3 separate regions of the Mus musculus genome follow, and all the other regions are linked to region 1. A link is a contact called in public HiChIP or PLAC-seq and promoter capture Hi-C data. All regions are on one chromosome and are shown on one strand. Each heading gives the region's core, a stretch centred on a gene start, on an enhancer-like site or on the middle of the called end of the contact. The rest is flanking DNA. Distances are from core to core; before and after follow the strand shown. Region 1 holds the start of Clcn5 (chloride channel, voltage-sensitive 5). Region 2 holds the start of Akap4 (A kinase (PRKA) anchor protein 4). Region 3 overlaps Clcn5 (chloride channel, voltage-sensitive 5).

Evidence for each region. Promoter capture Hi-C pulls out the DNA fragments that hold promoters and counts their contacts. HiChIP or PLAC-seq counts read pairs in DNA pulled down with a chosen protein or histone mark.
Region 2: a contact with region 1 is called in a promoter capture Hi-C map of 3T3-L1-derived adipocytes, with 3 times the contacts expected there. The contact joins the promoter of Akap4 here to the promoter of Clcn5 in region 1. A contact is called at or near these places in 11 of 39 promoter capture datasets (the 3T3-L1 cell line, 3T3-L1-derived adipocytes, the C10 cell line and 5 more), 3 of 115 datasets of contacts at active chromatin or transcription factors (bone marrow-derived macrophages, large pre-B cells and stem cell-derived neural progenitor cells) and 2 of 9 other capture datasets (adipose tissue and liver).
Region 3: a contact with region 1 is called in an H3K4me3 HiChIP or PLAC-seq map of bone marrow-derived macrophages, with 6 times the contacts expected there. The contact joins the enhancer-like site here to the promoter of Clcn5 in region 1. A contact is called at or near these places in 8 of 39 promoter capture datasets (3T3-L1-derived adipocytes, the C10 cell line, hippocampal neurons and 3 more), 1 of 15 datasets of contacts at CTCF or cohesin (pro-B cells), 7 of 484 Hi-C or Micro-C datasets (the 63-12 cell line, the G1E-ER4 cell line, centroblasts and 3 more), 7 of 115 datasets of contacts at active chromatin or transcription factors (bone marrow-derived macrophages, craniofacial prominence, embryonic forebrain and 4 more) and 2 of 9 other capture datasets (adipose tissue and pancreatic islet).

What each region holds. Positions count from the first base shown.
Region 1 is chrX:7,316,907-7,321,115 of GRCm38.p6, forward strand. Clcn5 (chloride channel, voltage-sensitive 5) reads right to left here and starts at 2,452. Exons shown (of 14, transcript NM_001243762.1): 1 at 2,200-2,452.
Region 2 is chrX:7,066,246-7,070,454 of GRCm38.p6, forward strand. It overlaps Akap4 (A kinase (PRKA) anchor protein 4), which reads left to right and starts at 1,965. Exons shown (of 6, transcript NM_001042542.2): 1 at 1,965-2,110; 2 at 4,186-4,209. The coding sequence starts at 4,186.
Region 3 is chrX:7,167,194-7,171,402 of GRCm38.p6, forward strand. Clcn5 (chloride channel, voltage-sensitive 5) reads right to left here. Exons shown (of 14, transcript NM_001243762.1): 7 at 3,951-4,073; 8 at 3,116-3,322. Among named protein-coding and RNA genes, the nearest start is that of Mir500, 68 kb to the right of the region's middle. Within about 2 kb of position 1,853, at least 25 of the 459 cell types and tissues checked have an H3K27ac peak or open chromatin away from gene starts, as enhancers often do. A contact at or near this core is called in the 63-12 cell line, bone marrow-derived macrophages, centroblasts and 2 more, where this site is marked.

The sequences.
Region 1 (4,209 bases), core at 1,202-3,701:
TTCAAAGACAGCATACATAAGCAGCGTCAAGTTTCCCCCCTTCGCAGCAGTGAGGTATTGCTGGTGAGAGAGTGGAGCTCTACCATCAGTTAACACTGTCATTCACTACTGTAGGATCCTGTGTGAATCACTGGGGTTGGAGCTGTAAATGGGGCTGGACACTCATCCTGGGTTGAGTAAAGGGTTGGTTGAGGTGAATTGTGATAGCCTATCTTAAAGTTCCACACTCCGGTGCATGAATTCTTCCTCTGTCCATAAAGGTGCAGTGTTACATGAACACCTCAGTAGAAAACACAGAAGACTCTGTGAATAAAGTATTAAAATAAACCTTACAGACAAAAAAGGGAGCGTAATAAAAAGTAAGAAGCGATGATACCAGTTTGGGGAGGGGGGGACTGGCTCTTCCGTTCCACTTTATTTTATACTTTCCTCGTTTTGCAAAATTCCTATCGTGAACATATTCTATTGTTTGTATAATGAGGGAATGAGTCAAGGACAAAGAAAAACATAAAACTAGAATATTAATATTAATACAATCAAAGTAAGTTAGCTAACTCCCAGAGATGCATTTTCAAACCCAAAGCTGTTGAGAAGGCTCCTCAGTTAAAAAGAGCTTGGCGCTCAAGGCTGACTTCAATCCCAAGAATTCCAGTAAAGATGGGAAGAAAGAAGTGACTATATAAAGCTAAGCTCCCACCCATGAGCATGCGTGCGCGCACACACACACACACACACACACACACATACACACACACACACACACAACGGTATTGATCAATTTGGAATTTTTAAATTCAGTCTCAAAACAATAGTTTCCAGTTATATGACAGGAGTTAGAAAGCAAAGGAAAAATTAACGGGTGTGATTACCAGTTTGGGAGGGGGTGTCTTAGTTTGGTTTGGAAGTTTCATATATTAAGCACCCAGTACATTTAAACAAGTTTTTTAATAATTTATTTCCCTCATTGGGCATAAAAGCTAATTTGTATTTTTTTCCAGAAAGGCCCTCACCTTTTTGTCCTGAGGTGAATTCCTACTTCCATTGATTTTTACATAACCAACGTGTGCAACTCTGAAGTGGGAAAGCTAAAGCCCAAACGCTTAAGGCTAATACTAGTTGGAGAATAGTGTTGGCCCTCTTTAATGACCTCTTTTTCTTTAAAGAACAAAAAGGGTTCGTGTGTGCGCCAGTCCTCAAAACTCCAACAAAGACTGGGCTTTGGATGAGGAGAGGCTCCTGAAATCCAAGAAAAAGAGAGCTTAAACTCTAAGGATGAATTCACCAGGGAAAAGTGCTCCAATGAGTTTACCTGGAACATGGCTCAGTTTAAGTCGACTCCCCATCCCCCTCCTATTTTACTGTTAAGAAGTACTTACTGATCAGCACGTCGTGGAACAAGGGGAAATTTAACAGCTCTGAAATTCAACCCGGGAAATTACTAATACATTTATGAAGTATGTGTAAAGGGGAGTCTCACTGGTTTTTAATGCTTCACCTTCTGGCTTTCCCCTCATTTACTCGGCGCAGCTTCCACTGACGTTATCACAGGGCCACCCGTCCAACTTCAGTCAACTGATTTGTTCTGAAACGTTCATAAAGGTAAAAAGCACGTCAAAGTTAAGCTAAAGCTAAAGCTTTCTTTCCATTACTTGGAAAGGAGCTGGAGCGCGGGGCTCCAACCTCTGGAAGCAGCAGCTTAAGCGCATTGGGCGGCAAAGGGCGAAAACGCACACCAACTTCTTCGCCCAGACCGTCTGGACTGCACTTCGCTAAGAAGCCCTAGAAACCTGTGGCGGGTCCAAAGCAGGAGCAAGCCGAACCTGGCCTCGGCTGCGCTTTCCCAGCGAACGCCGCCCCAGCCCTGTCCTCTGGAGAAGCGACGCGGGCAGCCAAGCTCCCCGCTTTCAAAGCTGGGTGGGCTTGGCGCCGCTTGGCAAGGAAACTTCGATCGGCAGCCTGGGGACCCTGCTCCCCAGAACAGGGCTGGGCTGCCGAGGAGATGCCGCCCCGCTCTGGCAGGAACCAGGCTGTCCACCACCTCCTTCAGTGGCGGCCGGGCAGAGGGAACGCCAGCTCCGGGGACCGCGGTGGCAGGCGAGCGTTCTTCCCTGCTCGCCGTACCGGGGGGCTCCTCGGGTGGGCCGGCGGCCGGTGAGCCGGGAAGGACCTGTTGGGGAAGGGAAGCCCATTTGCCTTTACCTGTCACCGAGGTCCGGCGCGGCGGAGCCCGTGTCCACCGGCGGTGGGCAGCGCGCTCAGTCGGCTCTGGCGTTCCACACGGCGAGTAGAGCTAGCGCCCCACGTAGCCGGCAGAGCTTCATTCACACAGCCCAGCCGGGAGGAGGGGGAGCGGAGCGGGAGCGAGGCTCATGTGACAGGCGCCTTGGAGTATTAGCTCTGCCAAGACGGCGTCTGCGCATGCGCGCCACGGAGGGCCCGCTCCAGGCACCTCGGGCCGGCCAGGGGGGAAAGCGCCACCGAGAAGCAGCAGCTGGGAGGAGCTTCGGCATGCGCAACCGCAATAGGGTAGTCGGGCTTGCAGCCATATTTAATGAGGACTGGGCGGATCCAACCCAAATGCGGGGCGTGTCAGTTGCATTTGGGGGAAAAAAAAAGCAATGCTCCCTTCGGTTTCATTGTTTGCAGATTGCCTACCTTGGTTTTGCTTTTGTCTTTAGAACAAACTGTTTATCCTGAGTATCTTGCCCACAGCGGACATCAGACCACAAATTTAAGCCTCCCTTATGCCAGGCATTGTTCTGGCTAATATACTTTATTCGTTTCATTTAATGCTCACAAGAACTCATGAAGAGTGTGTCATTATCCGTTTTCCCTCATAAAAATACAGAGGCTCAGAAAGGTTACATAGCTTTTCCAATCTCACACTGTAGTAGCAATAAGAATAGTGATCAAATACAGTAGTGCTTGCAGGGGCCAATTTAATCCAACACAGGGAAATCTATACTGCAGTTACTTATAGGTATTATTGCCAATTTAATCATTGTCAAGCGAAAACTCAAGGTGACATATACTTCTAATCCCGATTCTTTGAGGTTGAAGGCAGGAGAATCGATGCGAGGTCATCCTAGGCTATATTGTAAGTTTGAAGGCAGGATGCTGTCTCAAAAACAGACAAACAAAACACAAAATAAAGCTCAGATTCCAACTGAGGTCTCTCTGTCTCCAAAGCCATTCCGAATAATTAGAAGAACTATCCTATCCTTGTGAGGAATGAACAGGTTATACAAATGGAGTGCAGCTATTAATTTATTGCAAGAACTAAGATTGGAATCCACATCATCAACACAAGTAATCTACCTAGAAGCCAAGTATTCAAATTCAAAATCCACTGTAGTAAATAGTATTTTTTTTTCTTGCAACAGGGACTCACTATTTAGCCTTGGATGCCTGAAACTCACCATGTAAACTAAACTGGCCTTGGGATCACAGATACTCAGCTGCTTCTGCCTCCCAAGCGCTGGGATTGTAGACCTGTGCCACACCCGTAGACTTTTTTTTTCTTTGAGAAGTTTATACAAGTATACAATAAACTATAATCTTATACGCTTCCATTTGCTCCCTCCAATTCTCCCCAAGAAATCCATATTTCCCCCAACACCTCCCCTCATAATTTCAAATTTCTTGTGTTAGTAACCCAATAAATCCAGTTAGTGCTGCCCATATTTGCAAGAGTGTGGGACCATTCGACAGACCAGGAAAAACCTACCAGAGGTCACACCCTCAAAGAAGAGCAATTCTCTCTCCCCAGGTGGGAAGCTATCAACTACCAATGGAATCTCAGTAAGAAATAGAGTCTGGATATCACCTCTCCCATCTCTGTAGGAATGTTGGTGGCTTGGTCTTGTTCAGGAGTCAGTGACCTTGTGGACAAAGGACAGTCTTTTACAGCACTCCTGTGCATCCTCCAGCTCCTGCATTCTTTCAATCTCCTCTTCTAAGATGGCCCTTAGGCCTAATTGGGGGTGGGGGTAGGGTTGAGAATTCTGTCATTTAGACTTCGGGCTGAGCACTCAGTCTCTTCTCAGAACTTTGGCCAGTTGTGAGTTTCTGTGTTTCATGGCAAAAAGAAGCTCCTCAGACCAAAGTTGAGAACAGCCCAGATCTATAGCTATAGACACTAATATTTGGAAGGCAATCATTTAGCTAAATTAAAATAGCAGGTTCTACCCAAGGAGTGACCCAGACATG
Region 2 (4,209 bases), core at 715-3,214, 250 kb before region 1:
CATGAAAGTTACAAAATTTCTAAAGACACCCCCACCAAGAATTAATAATAAGAGCACAGTTGCTGAGGACAGGATACTCTCCAAGTGGCCAACATGTTCCTAAATTGTTCAGGATGCTCTAGGAATGCAGCAGCCATTAGTCATAACCCATGATGGGATAATCTTTCTGGTGGTACATCTGCCATTAAGAGTCATCTATGGTCCTGTAAGAGACCTCTCATCTTTGCTGTTAGGAAAAGTATCGCCTCAGGAGCCCTGTACCTGAGAGAGACAAAGGGAAGGGATAAGAGACTAAGACAGGAGGTGGAGGATGAAGGGGAAGGGAACAAGGGATAGAGAGAAGGGATATTTGTCATGGGGGACAAAGGACTGCCTCTGAATATAGAGGAAACAGACATGACACATAGGAAAATGGCAGTTTATAAAGGTACAAGGGGAAAGCTGTGTTAGATTGAAGTGTTTAAAATGTTAATTAGGTGAGCCAAGCAGGGCTTTTGATTGTTGGACTTCACTACTTTGGTGGCTGGACTTTAGTAGTCAGCTTCAGGAGGAGGACATGGCCAAATAAACAAATAGACCTTGGGATTGTAGCTTTAGGAATGTAATCTAACAGTTTTTACCAAGGCAGAAGAAATCAAGGAGAAGGGCAAGGCCTGCCAGAACCATGCTAGCCACACTCAAGCTGGCCAGAGTCCCTTCATATGTTCCTATATATAACCCTAATAAACTCATTGGTTCACTGAACTAGACTTTGGTAAAATCATTTTTTTTAATTTATCATAAGTGCCCTATCTTGGGTAAATAGAAATTTGTCTACTTCTTTTCAGGAAAACTCATTCAACAAGAAGAAAATGAGGATATGACCACAACATGAAACTGTATTATCTAGGGGAACATCTCAAATGATTCTGGGTTTGGTTAACTTTATTCACATTCAATTGGTGAAAGAAGAGACACAGGGAAAGGACAAAGTAAAGTGAAGTATGATTTGGACACAGAAGAGAGACCCTCCTTTGGTATGTGCTAATATTTTTAAACTGGTTTAAACAGGAGGCATCCCAATGGATATAGATAATTCTCTAAAACATACTACAGCCAACAATGATCACTGGCCAAAATGGAAAACAGTAAGTGGGGGGCTTAAGTCTTTTTCATGATTTGACCATGTAGATCACTGAGAATCCTAAGGCTAAGGCCAACCATTTTGTCCTGTCATTGTTCTCTATAGAAACAGTGATGTCATGAATTTTAAGTTCTAGTACCAGCTAGCAACTAGGCTTCAGGAGAGTATGGAGGGTTGAAGAAAGACCTAACATCTTGAGGCAGACTGGAAGAGTCATCGCAGCATCCAAATTCTCCAAAAGAAAACATCCAAAGGTCCAAAATGATTGCCTACTGTGGTACTACAACGGTAGAGACATTTTCTGACTTCTTTTTGGGTAGTATGGGAGGTGTCTTATTAGTGTCTAAGGCAGCCTCTGGTTTTAAATTTCCATTTTCTCTGAGATAACTAAGAATGACTTTGGTCAAAATTTCTTTCTCTCAACATAAATCTAATCATCTCTGCCACATAACTCTGGTGCTGTAGTGGGAAATTCAAAAAGAAGCAAACAAAAGTGGGAAAATGTTTCACTTGCCAAGACTGGGAGCGATTCTGTCTGTGAAAACTACAACCCCCACCAAACTGCTAATGAATGGTATTAGTCTAGGAGGGAAAGGAATAAGATGCTTGATATCAGGAGGTTGTGAACTGTGAAAGATGTTGTGAAATACATGTGCCCACTGAGACATAGGAAAAATGTGTCCTCCAGTAGGTAGCTTGGCATACTTTGGCTATGAAAAGGTTACTGGGTTTTCCAAGTGTGCCATGCCTTTGCTCAGGTTGCTACATCACCAGGTATTATGACTCAACAAAGATACTTGTCATACCACAGGGTCAGAGCCAGCAGGAAACAGCTTGGCCCATCAGTCTGGTCTAACAGCTGACCGGGGTGGCAGCCAGCTGCAAGTGCCTAAGAACTTGGCACTGCCCCCTTCCATCTAAAGGGGCACATCTCACTTCTGGGTGACACACACTCAGTCAAAGGTACAAAACAACTCTATCATCAAGGTAATGAGTTTATCCATCTCACTTTTTACGGGTTTTTAAGATCCAACTCTCAGAAGGGATCTTGTAGCTTCTGAGGTTTTTTTGAAGCTAGTAGTTGTTCACTAGTTGTTCAAAAAAGCAGCTCTCTCATCTGAGGGGTAGTAAGGCCTTTTCTATGAGCTTTCTAAAGTTTTGTAGAATTCTTAATTGGAAACATTTCCAAACACCTTGGGAAGTAGTCAAGATACATATCATGTAAGAAGATAGCCACTAGATAACTTTTTTTTAAGTGATGCTAAGAGAACACAGGGTAGAAGATGGAATAAGGAAATAAGGGGGGGGAGAGAGGAAAGGGGAAGAAGTGTGGTAAAGAGAGAGGAGGAGAGAGAAGGGGAAAATCATAGGTGGGGGAGACAGAAAGAAGGAAGCAAGAAAAGGGCAGATAGAGGAGGGAGAAGTTAGGGAGAAGGCAAATAGAAGAAGGAAGTAGAGGGAGGATGGTGGAGGGAGAAGGGAGGAGAGAGAATGAAGGAGGAGGAATGAAAGAGGGATGAAGAGAGGGAGAGGGAGGGGAAGGGTTGAAGAGAGGGAGAAGGAGGGGAAGGGTTGAAGAGAGGGAGAAAGAGGAAGGGAGGGAAGATGGAGAACAGGGAGGAAGGTGGGAGCAAAGGAGATGGAGGGAGGAAAGGTAAAGAGGGGGAAGGAGGAAAGGGAAAAGGGGTTAAGAGAGGGAGGAAGGAGGGAGGATGGAGAATAAAGGGAGGGAGGAGGGAGGGGGAGGAGGGGAGATGAGAGGGAAGGGAGAAAGGGTGGAGAGAGGGAGGAATGAGGGGAGGATGAGAGGGGTAAGGTGGGGAGGAAGGGTGAAGAGAGGGAGGAGGGAGGGAGGATGGAGAATAAAGGGAGGGAGGAGGAGAGGGAGGAGGTGGAGGAGGAGGAGAGGGAGGAGGTGGAGGAGGAGGGAGAGGAGGAGGGAGGGGAGGAGGGATGAAGAGAGGGAGGAGGGATGAAGAGAGGGAGGATGGAGAATAAAGGGAGGGAGGAGGGGAGGAGGAGGGAGGAGGAGGGAGGAAGGAGGGGAAGGAAGATGAATGAAGAGAAAGAGAAGGAGCAAGGAATGATAGAGAATAAAGATGAGGGAGTAAAGAAGAAACAAGGGATGGAGTAAGGGTAGAAAATGAAGTTGAGAGGAGAGGGAAATGGAGGAGGAGAAGCAAGAGGCAGAAGGGAAGATGGATGAAAAGAGGGAGGAGGCATGGAGGGATGAGAAAGAAAGAATGAAGGGAGGAAGAAAGAAGAAAAGGAGGCAGGAACACAGGGAGGCAAGAGAAGGGAGGGAGAGAAGGAGGAGAGGAGAGGAAGAGAGGGGGAGGAAAAGAAAAGGGAGGCAGAGGGGAAAGAACAGACTAGTTTGAAGAGGTAGAGGGAAAAGGAAAGATCTAATAATCTAGTGAAGCTGAAGAAGAAGGTTTTTCATGTGTGTGTGTAAAAAGGAATTCTACAGCCCCCTAATACTTAGGAGAAGAAATGTATCCTGTTAAATTCTGGAGAAAAATCCAATTCAAGTCCCAGACACCAAAACACGAGTCTACTAAGTTGTTAACTGGTCTAAACAGCAAACTTTTATCACTAACTTATTTGGTTGTCTTTGTCCCTTTGGCTCCAGGCTGGATTGGGAAAGTAGAACTGTAGGGAGTCAGCAACTTTCTAAAACAATAAATTTGATTCTTTCAGAACCTGGTGTTGTTTCTCTAAGACATTTGATTCTCTATGTAAGGCTGTGAGCAGCTTTCTTGGAATACTTTATGAAACAGCTATTTAGTTAGGTAGACATAAATCACTAAATGTAAACCCTAGTTTTTAATCTTAAATTTGATTATTCATGTACCACTTTTCCTGCTGGTATCTTCTCAAGTCAGCATGATATTACCATGTTCAAGATACTTAGTAAGGTAAGTCTAAATCACAATCATTCCCCACTTTCACATCTTTCCTAAACTTCAATTAAACACAGATGGGTATTGGGGCCCCACAAACTGACTTCATTTTATAAACCACATGTAAGAACTTCACATTTCTTTTGCTTCTTCCTGCAGATGTCTGACGATATTGACTGGTTA
Region 3 (4,209 bases), core at 603-3,102, 150 kb before region 1:
TGCTTCAGTCTGTATAATGCCACTGTATTATGTTTTCAGAGCTGACTGCTCGGTACTGAATATGCTATTGCTGTGCTCAGCCTTGAGGAAGACCACTTCTCCCACTTCTCAGCAGTCCTGAGCTGTATGCAGGTCCTGTGGGCTTTCTCCTGAGGCCAGTTTAGGAAACATTTTAATAAGATATTATAGAAGGCTCTAGTGACATAACAGCAGTTACAGTTTAGAATTGCCTACCCCTGTAGCCTATGCTAGTCTCCGTGGCCTATAGAAACATAAATAGAGACAAGTAGATTTTTAAGGGCAGAGAGGACAGATTGCAAGGAAAGTGAAAGGAATAGAGCATCAGCAGGAAAGATAGACAAAAGGGGGTGGGTGGGACAACAAGTGGTGTTTAGAGAGGATTGCCCTGTGTGTAGAGGCATGGGCATGGGAAATGTACAGGACTGACACTAGTGATGTGAACAGACTAGAAGGAATAGGAACAAGTCATTTCCTTCAATACTAGTAGCTGTGGAGAGAAATGATTTCAAAACGTAAAATTGAGCAAAATTAAGAATTTCAAAGAATAAAATATTTCTTGACAAAATAAATGGTTTTTTGGCTTTCTAGTCCAGGTTTCTCCAGGACCGGCAGAGCATCTAGGGAAATTAAGGAGGGAAAGCAAGGAGGGAAAGCTCTGGTGCTAACCTTCAAAAAAGTGAGAGCTTTGAAAAGTTGCAGCTCAAAAGAGAAGGATAGGGAAGCCAAAACTCAACTTGTAAAAGGAAATTTTCCTAGATATGTTTAGGATGAAATAGGAGCGGGACGGAGAGGAACAGGACTCTTGAGTTTTATATTACTGAATGGAATCTCTGCGCCCCTTCCAACTCAGATCTGCTTTATTTCCACCGGTCTGCTCACTGTGATAAGGCCGCTGCTTATGAACCACAAGATAAGATATCTTGCATGGGGCCCTGGGTTTAGACCCCAGCAACACAGGGGGAAAAAATTAGGGATATATCTGTGTTACGGAAAATAGAGTGAAGATCCAGATGTTCAGAAGAGTCCGTGTCTGGCAATTTTCAGAAAAACAGTTCAGCTTTTATAAGGAATCTAGTTTCAAGCTCAACTCGATCCCTGTAAGGCAGCAACAACCAACACCATCCCTGGCCCTTAGAATGGTATTGTTTTCATGATTTCACTTGTTTAATAGCTTGTTTAATTTCACATAGCTTCTCTGTCCCTCTACAATGCGACAGTCTACGTACACACCCTCTACCACTCCTGCTTGCTTTCCTCTCGTTTCTGACTATTCCAGGAACTTTCCCTATTTAATAGTCCACACTTAAAGCTCCAGCGTTTCAGTTTCCAGAGCCTGTGGTTAATCTTTTCATGTTTTTTTTTCCCTTCAAGAGAAATTGCTGGGTTCCAGTTTTACAAGAGCTCTTTTTTTAATAATAAAAATAATCTTGGCCTCAACTTATTCCATCTGTGATTTTTTTGGACCCTTCAAGGAAAATCAAGCAAGAAGCACTGCTTCCTAAGGTCCTTAATTATTGCACAATAAAAGTAACCAGTGACTTGGGACAATTTTTTTAGAACATTCTTCCTCCTCAAAATAGTACACATTAACACCTGGCTGATCTGAGCACGGGCACAGAGGTACTACTGTGGACACAGTTCAGCTGAGCTGAAGCAAGAAGCAGGCAGAGAGAGAGAGGAGAGAGAGGTCTAACACAGGAAGGAACTAAATCAAGTGTGGCGTTTAGGAGCAAGAAAACTCTGTCGTTCGAAATGTGCTGTTTCTATTCACTCTTCTATCCACAGCAAGTTCCTCAAAAAAGAAGTTTTAAAAAAGAAGTAACCACATAAATACAATAAACAGGTCAAGTCCCACTTCTCCTTTCCGTCTGTCCTCTTTCCCCATGCACCCTAAGTCCATGCTTGTCACAGTTTAGAATAAAGTCATTTGCAGATATTAGTGGGTTTTGCCAATGCTCATCTTCATGCATACTGGTAGGTACATGTGAGTGCAGGCACACGTATGTGCAAGGGGAAGTCAACCTGCATCAGGCACCGTCCACTTGGTTTTTTGAGAAAATGTCTCTCAGCGGCCTGGTACCTGCCAAGCAGACAAAACTGGCTGGCCAGTGAGCCCCAGAGTTTTGCTTGTCTCTACCCCCCTATTTCTGGGATTAGAAGTATGTACCACTTTAAAAAACGGGCTCTAGGGGCTGGAGAGATGGCTTAGAGGTTGAGAGCACCGACTGTTCTTCCAGAGATCCTGAGTTCAATTCCCAGCAACCACATGGTGGTTCACAACCATCTGTAACAGGATCCTATGCCCTCATCTAGTGTGTCTGAGGACAGTAACAGTGTACTCATATAAATAAAAATTTTTTTTAAAAAAATCATTTTTTTTAAACCTGGCAAACATGGGAGACTAGAATCAATTTTTTTTTAAAAGATTTTTTTATTGACCCATATCACCCCAGCCCTAGATATGTTCTTCATAAGTACATAGGAATACATTTTTAAAAAATTATTCAAAGTATCCCACAAACTAGCTTTAGTTTCTGCTATCTGTTGTCAGCAGTCCATGTCAATATACTGAGGGCCATCTCATTATTTTTAAATAGTTGCATAGTTTCCTATGATATGAGCAGAATACAGTTGTTTTGTTTTGTTTTGTTTTCGAGACAGGGTTTCTCTGTGTAGCCCTGGCTGTCCTGGAACTCACTCTGTAGACCAGGCTGGCCTTGAACTCAGAGATCTGTCTACCTCTGCCTCTGCCTCCCAAGTGCTGGGATTAAAGGCGTGTGCCACCACACCCGGCCCAAAAAACAGTTTTTAATCAAGCCTCTATTTAATGACCTTTGGCTAATTTCAGACTTTTACAATGTTAATAGTTTGTACTGAGTATCCCTAAACACCTGTGGATATATAAACACATGCTAAGATGGCTAAAAGATGGACTCCTAGAACTGAACCTGCAGAACTAAAAGCTATTTGAATTTACCCTCATGAAATCCCCAAATTTTGATCTCTGAGAGCACAGTACTTCTGCTCCTGAGGGGGTTAGAGAGCACAGGGTGGAAGGTGGTGGTGGGTGGCTGTTAAAGTCACATGTCCTTACCTCTCTCCGCTTGGCTTCATTCTTCCGGTATTTGTTGAAGCAGTGGCACAAGATGTTCCCACAGCAGCAAGCCACGTGCACCAGGGGGCCCTCCTTGCCCAGGCTCAAGCCAGATGACACCGCCAACACCAAAGTGATAGTTTTGATGACAAGGGTCCACTTACCCAGATAGCCTCTAATAATGAAACCACTCAGGATGGTTTTGATCTGCAGGCCAAACACAGAGAGATTGGAAACAGACTACGTAAATAAACAGGGCTAAACAGTTCAAATCTACACCCCACACAAGAACGCTATCACTCCTCAGCAAGTGACATATAAGTAAGTATGTGTCCCAAGAGGGATCTCACTATGGGATCCCAGGATGGTGGGGGGGGGCAGTAAAGCGCTGTGTGGCAGCTGGGAAGAGTCTATTGTAAGGCAGAGAGTGTATCGATGAAGAAGCAAGAGCAGCTGAGGAGAACAGGTGCTTCCTCTGGTTATAAAATGTTCTGAGGATAAGGTCAATGTTCAAGAAACAGCCTGAGGAGTAGATATAGCCTGGAGTATTTGCCAAAGAACTATGACTTAGTCAGAGAGCAGACAGGAACTAAAATTGTAGTTGCTCCACTGAAACAATCTAAGGCCCAAATAGGTAGGGAGGGGGATTTGGACCCCCTTCTTTCCTCTTCTAGCCCCAATTCTGTAACCCAGGCTGACAGGAGACTTAAAGGGAAATTTAGACAGACTATAAATACCCCCAGGCTCTGACCCTGATTAGCAGCAACCAAGCTATAGTATATGCAAGAATACACATATTTTGACAAAAAAAAAAAAAGGTTCCTACTATACTCACCTCAGGGATTCCAGAACCACAGGCATAAGGTGCAAATGCCTTGACAAGAGATACAGCAAGGAAAGCAAACAGAAGAGCCCAGAGGACGTACATGAAGTAATTGACTATGTAGGCAAAGGCTCCCTGGAACAAGACAAAAAGATGGCAGTTTAGTGTAGATAGCTGGGTGGGCAGCTCTTCTCCGTGACTTTTTACCAGGAGAGCGGGCCAGGAAGAAAAAGAACAATAGTACATTGCTTAAGGTCCCTCGGTACTGAAA